Linked DNA regions of Mus musculus: region 2 is linked to region 1. A link is a contact called in public promoter capture Hi-C data. All regions are on one chromosome and are shown on one strand. Each heading gives the region's core, a stretch centred on a gene start, on an enhancer-like site or on the middle of the called end of the contact. The rest is flanking DNA. Distances are from core to core; before and after follow the strand shown.

Evidence for each region. Promoter capture Hi-C pulls out the DNA fragments that hold promoters and counts their contacts.
Region 2: a promoter capture Hi-C map of liver shows a contact between it and region 1, with 4 times the contacts expected there. The contact joins the promoter of Hspa12b here to the promoter of Gfra4 in region 1. A contact is called at or near these places in 11 of 39 promoter capture datasets (the 3T3-L1 cell line, 3T3-L1-derived adipocytes, the HPC-7 cell line and 7 more), 1 of 15 datasets of contacts at CTCF or cohesin (the NIH/3T3 cell line), 3 of 484 Hi-C or Micro-C datasets (bone marrow-derived macrophages, nephron progenitors and stem cell-derived germline stem cell-like cells), 3 of 115 datasets of contacts at active chromatin or transcription factors (embryonic stem cells and stem cell-derived neural progenitor cells) and 4 of 9 other capture datasets (adipose tissue, liver, macrophages and 1 more).

What each region holds. Positions count from the first base shown.
Region 1 is chr2:131,041,414-131,044,354 of GRCm38.p6, reverse strand. It overlaps Gfra4 (glial cell line derived neurotrophic factor family receptor alpha 4), which reads left to right and starts at 1,673. Exons shown (of 6, transcript NM_020014.2): 1 at 1,673-1,745; 2 at 2,597-2,941. The coding sequence starts at 1,673.
Region 2 is chr2:131,125,988-131,128,687 of GRCm38.p6, reverse strand. It overlaps Hspa12b (heat shock protein 12B), which reads right to left and starts at 1,276. Exons shown (of 13, transcript NM_028306.3): 1 at 1,174-1,276.

The sequences.
Region 1 (2,941 bases), core at 424-2,923:
CTGTCTTAATCTGACCAGAAGAAAATGTAAGACTAACTCAGTAGAAATAGTCCAGGAAATAACTAGTGAGAATTCTTATGAAAAATGGGGATAAGGTGAAGGAGAGTTTAAACATCCAGGGGAAGTTGGGACGGGCTTCCTAAAAGGGTTGCTCCCCTTCTCGAGGGAATGGTGGCAGGGTGGACCTTGAGAAGGTAAGGGAAATGGGACTCAGGAGTCAAAAATGCCTCTCTTCGAGCCCTCAGGAGGACTCCCAACTCTTGGTTACCCTTCCTATCCTGGAGTTAGATGTCAACTCGTGCTCTGTAAAATGGTTCCCGACGGCCTCTTGTTTGGTCTGTTTTTCCTGGGCAGTCAATTCTTTCCCTTTCCCACAGAATGACCCTGGTTAACACCAAGGTTCCTGGTGCAGAGGGCCTGGGGAGATGACATCATTGGTGAAGTTCCACACAAGCATGAGAACCCGAGTTCAACCCCCAGCAAAACCATTAAAAGCTGAGTGTAGCAACCCCACGTGTGTGTGTGTGTGTGTGTGTGTGTGTGTGTGTGTGTGTGTGTGTGTATGTGTGCATGTGCCTGTGTGGTGAGTGCATGCCTTGTCAGAGGCTTCCTGAGGAGAGACAACACACATGCCTCTTCATCTTAGACAGGCAACTGACACTGGGCCAGAGAAATAAATCCATCAAAGTTCAACTTGGCAAATACTTATTTGGGGGGAATTTGTTATTATTATTTTTACTCATTATTTGAGTTTATTGGAATTACTTACAGGGGTATAATTGTCAAAAATCACCCACTTAGACATGGGTGGTGAGCCTAGAGCAGTGCAGGGCTGGCGGGTAGCCTGCCTGCTGGGATGTCTTCTTTCAGCCGTTGCCTGTAACCCTGAGGAGAGGCCTTGTGAATCTCACATGTTTCAGCTCTTCTGGACTTGAGAGGTTTAATTCTTGCTTAATTTTTGAGTCTCAAGAAGTTCCCCTACCCCTGTCCCCAGGAGAAACTAACTGTTCCCACTAGGAGCCAATGGCTTGTGCACAGCAGGCAGTCCAGTACTCTGGATCTATCCAGTAACTTCAGGCCCTGGCTTAGTGACTTTGGATCCACCTGAAGGTGCTGTCCGGGGGTGGAGACAGAGTGAAGAGAGCAGGATGTTATTTCCTCTCTAAAGCTGGGAGTGCACCTGTCAGCAGGTGCCTGCTGCCTTCCAGGCTTAGCTGGTCCTAGGAAGAGACATCTGTCCAACTGGGGCTCTCTCTGCCAATCGTCATGGCCCACTGCATGGAGTCTGCACTGCTGCTGTTGTTGCTGCTGGGTGAGAGCCTGTCTCCTCCTTGGCCCTGGCCCTGGCCCCTGCCCTCTCTAGCCCTAACCATCAGGGACAAGGTGGGATTGTAAAAGTGACCAAAGAAAAGGCTGGGTTGCTGAAGGGATGCTCAAAATTGGCTTGTGCTTTGTGGCCGAGGATCTGTCGCAATATGCCACCCCCGCTGTGCAATGCCTTGTACCCCATCTTCCCATTCAGCTGAGCCACCCTTCCCAAATCTAGCCTTGATACCTGTGCCCCGGGGATTTTCTTTTTCCTTTCCTCCCCCTGACCAAATGTGGTCCTCAGAGCTCCTGCTCTTGGGAGTCCCCTACTGATTCATGGTGGCTCTTAGAGCAGAGACACGCCATGTTGAGAAGAGCACATTTGATGGATGAGAGGCCAGGTCAGGCGATTTTCCTGGGTCTGGGAAGCCAGAGAGGTAAGAAGGTGGGAAAAGGAAGTGTCATAAACCTGAATTTGGTGACTTGGCTGGATTTACGTATGTCCACTGGCAAGTTCGGACACAGCTGCTACTCCAACAGAGGCAGGCATTCTCTTTCCCCGGAATGGGTTGTCATCTGTGACATAAGTTATATAAGTCTTCACTGAAACTACTGATAAACGGTCAGGTCTGTCTCAGGACGGTCTGCCATCAGGGGTCTGGTCTGTCTGAATCTACTTCTGGAAGCCAGGGTCTGAATGTGCTGTTCAATATACAATACCTGTCGAGAATCCAATGCTCACAATCCCCTTCTGTGGTCCGGAGCCAGAGTCCCTCTCATTGAGCTGAGTTAGACCAATAAAGAAGCATGTGGACAGGGGTCAGGAGGCACAGGTCAGGATGGGAGGAGGGCCAGAAACCTGTAGATATACTCACGGGGTTTCCATGTGTCAGAGAAGGGACCATCCGCGTGTCAAGAGGAGAATGGGGAGTGCTATGATTAATGTGTCCATTAAGCCTCAGTGTCCTGTCAGGCAGAGCTGGGGAGGATAGTAGGGGCCCAGTAGCCCCTCTGTGGATGCATGGGCCATTTCTGGAGATGGTGGTGGAGGCTGAACCTCAGCTTCTGGGGAAAGGTCAGGCCCAATCTCTGAATACTGCATCCATTCACATCCTGGGTAGATAGATATCCCTAGTGCCTGCTCATGCCCCTTCTTCAAGATCAACGGGTCACGCCTATGGGCCACACTCTCTCCCCTTGGGTTTGGGTACCCCTTCCCCAAAAATTCAAGGGTGTGGAATGTGGAGAACCAAGCACGGAGGACTGCAGCCTGCCCGCCCTTCACCAGGGTCTGCGAGCTTTACCGACGGGAATCGCTGCGTGGACGCGGCCGAGGCGTGTACAGCAGACGAGCGGTGCCAGCAGCTGCGCTCTGAGTACGTGGCACGATGCCTGGGCCGGGCAGCGCCCGGGGGCAGGCCGGGACCCGGGGGCTGCGTGCGCTCCCGCTGCCGCCGAGCCCTGCGCCGCTTCTTCGCGCGTGGGCCTCCGGCGCTCACGCATGCGCTGCTCTTCTGCGGCTGCGAAGGCTCCGCGTGCGCCGAGCGCCGGCGCCAGACTTTCGCGCCCGCCTGCGCGTTCTCCGGCCCGGGGTTGGTGCCGCCCTCTTGCCTGGAGCCCCTGGAGCGCTGCG
Region 2 (2,700 bases), core at 27-2,526, 85 kb before region 1:
CTGGGTGTGGCCAAGTGGGAACTCAGAGACTTCTCCAGATCTCACAGTAGCCTAGAATTCTTTTGCCCTATGGACACAGTTCTCCAAGGGTCTCTTGTTGCGTGGGGTGATTAGGATGCGTTCCTGTGATCTCCAGAAATCTGCAGGTGTGTCTTGCTGGGCTTCCTGTTTCTACATGATGCTCATGAGAACAAAGAACCCACTCAGATCTTAACATTCTTCTCGGGGACCCTGCCTCTCAGCCTAGCACCCTGCCAGCCCTTTATTGCAACAGGACTGTCAGCAGGCTACGGTCAACTGGGGCCACAGGATCAGATCAGAACTGGCACCCAAAAGGCTGCCCCACCCTATGAGGAGATGACTTCAAGGAGAGGGGACCAGGAAAAGGCTGTGGAGTGAGGCGGCCACTCCCTCCTGTGATGGCTATGGGTGATGGGAATGGCCATGGGTGGTCCCTCTCTGCCTCAGCTTTGCTCCTTATGCCTGCACCACCCCTCTGGGTAACCTAATCATCCATCATCAGGGCAATAACTAGTTCACAATCTCTGTTCCACCAACACCTAATGCCCATTCATCCATGACCGCTCTCTCCAACGAAATTTTTCACTCTCCATGGCTCCAGAAGTCTGCATAAGTGTTCCTTTCTTCTCTTTCCTCCATCGACAGACTTACTCCACAGATAACTCCTCTAACCTTATAGAAGCTCAGACCCCACCCAACTTGGATTCCCACCTTTTGAGAGAAACCTGAGGTCTCTGGAATATTGACATCCTGATCACCCTGACGCTCTCCCACATCCCTGGGTCTCAGTGACTGGCGTCTCCTGAGGCAATTCTTGACACAAATACATCCAACCCCTTGTCTCACTTCTGGCCTAGGCAGCAGGTCCCCACAACTGGTTAAGTGAGCAGGCCCTAGTCCACAACGACTCTCCTGCCAGGCTCCACCCCACCTCCCCTGCAGCGGTTTCTCCAGACTAAAACTCCAGTGGGGTTCCATAGCCCCAGGTAGGAGCCAGAGCTCAGTTGCCTCCCCCTGTCCAGGCCAGCGGGCCCGCCTCCTCGCCTCCTCGAGGAGCTTGCAGATCTGCCCCCACCCAGCCAGTGGGCTCACAGTTCCCCAGGGCAGCCTCTGCAACTCTCTGGGAAGCCCAGAGGTCCTTCCCCAGCTCACCTCCGCCCCTCGGACAGCTCCTCCGGGTCTTGTCGCCTGGGTGCTAGCTCAGAGTCCCGCAGCGGAGCTTACAGTGGACCTCAACGTGCACCAGGCCCGTCTCTGCACCCTCCCCCAGGCCGGATGGCCGCACTCGCCGCCCAGATGTGCGAGCCGGGGCGGGGCCTGCCTGCGCGGGGCTCAGCCGAGGGGGCCCAGCCCGAGCCCCTCCCAGTTCCCTCACAACACAGCAGCACTGCGGGCCAGCGGGCCAGCGGTGCCTCCCCTGCTCAGAGGGCAGCAGCACAGGGGGGTGGGATGGGAGAAGGCAGAGGGGGAGGAGCAGGGTGTGCGGAGAATTCCAGACCCTCAAAGACCTTTTGCTGCTCGCATTTCCCCAGCTGCCCTCCCTGGTGCTGGGCCTTGGCATCTGCTGCCCAGAGTCTAGTCCCCTACGAAGGGTGACCCTGTCCTAGGTCTTTGCAGTCTCCTCAACACTTTTTCGTCCCCGATTGTCTGAACTTAGGGTGAAGGCAGAAGCTAGGTTTCCAGGCTGGGACCTCAGGCCTGACTGGAGACCTCCCAATTTGCCTCAACAGTGAGAAGTCCTCAACCTTTCGAATGAGGCTTACGGCCTTCTTGTATCAACCCAGGACCTCCTGGTGATGCCAGGTTCTGGCTTAAGTCAGGAGACTTGTAGGGGAAGCCCTGATGGTCAGGTGCTTGCCTGAGCTCTGTCCGGAGCTGACTTACCCTGCCCTGTACTCCCAGGATCTGTCAAGTCCTCTGGTCCCTGTGCCCCACAAAGGCCCCAGATGCTTGCAGACCTTACCTCCTTGTGACCTGCTCCCCTAGACCCAGCAGCGGACAAGGAGGGGAGCTGCTTTTGTTCTCTGCCATGTCACCCTTTGCCAGACCTCGGTTTCCCTCCTGGTCTGCCTAGGTTCTCTCATTGTGCCCAGAGAAAATGTGTCCCTTCCCTAGGGCTTGCTGCCCATACTGTCATATCTGCTGTCCCAGAGGGCTTTCTGACCGAGGTCAGGGCTGGAGGGGTGTGTCTGTCCCAGCAAGGTGTCCAGCCAGCAGGTTTCCCTGCCTGACTGAGGACAGAGGCACCCGTGCAGTATGTGTGTGACACTGTATCTCGTGTCTGTGTGTATTTGGCTGTTAGGGTATGTGTGACAAGACTTTTTTTTAATTAATCGATAAATTAATTTACTCACTTTATATCCCAGTTGCAGCCCTCACAGCCCCTCCCCCAACCCCTTCTCAGAGAAGGGGGAGGCCCCCTGGGTGTGCCTAGTTGTTCGCTGACAAGACATTTTGCAGAGGCCTCTAGGGGCTTGACCTCCTTCAGGGTCCGACTCTCCCACACACCTGCTTCTTGTTTTTTGTTTCAAGCATCCAATTCCCCCTGGGCCACAGCTGCAGATCCCCAGCTCAGGTGGTGGCCTGATGGCACTCCCTCATGTGGCTCCATCTCTGCCCTGGGTCCTGCTTCACTCCTCCTCAGTCACTGTCCCACCTCTGCTCAGCTTTCCCAAGCCC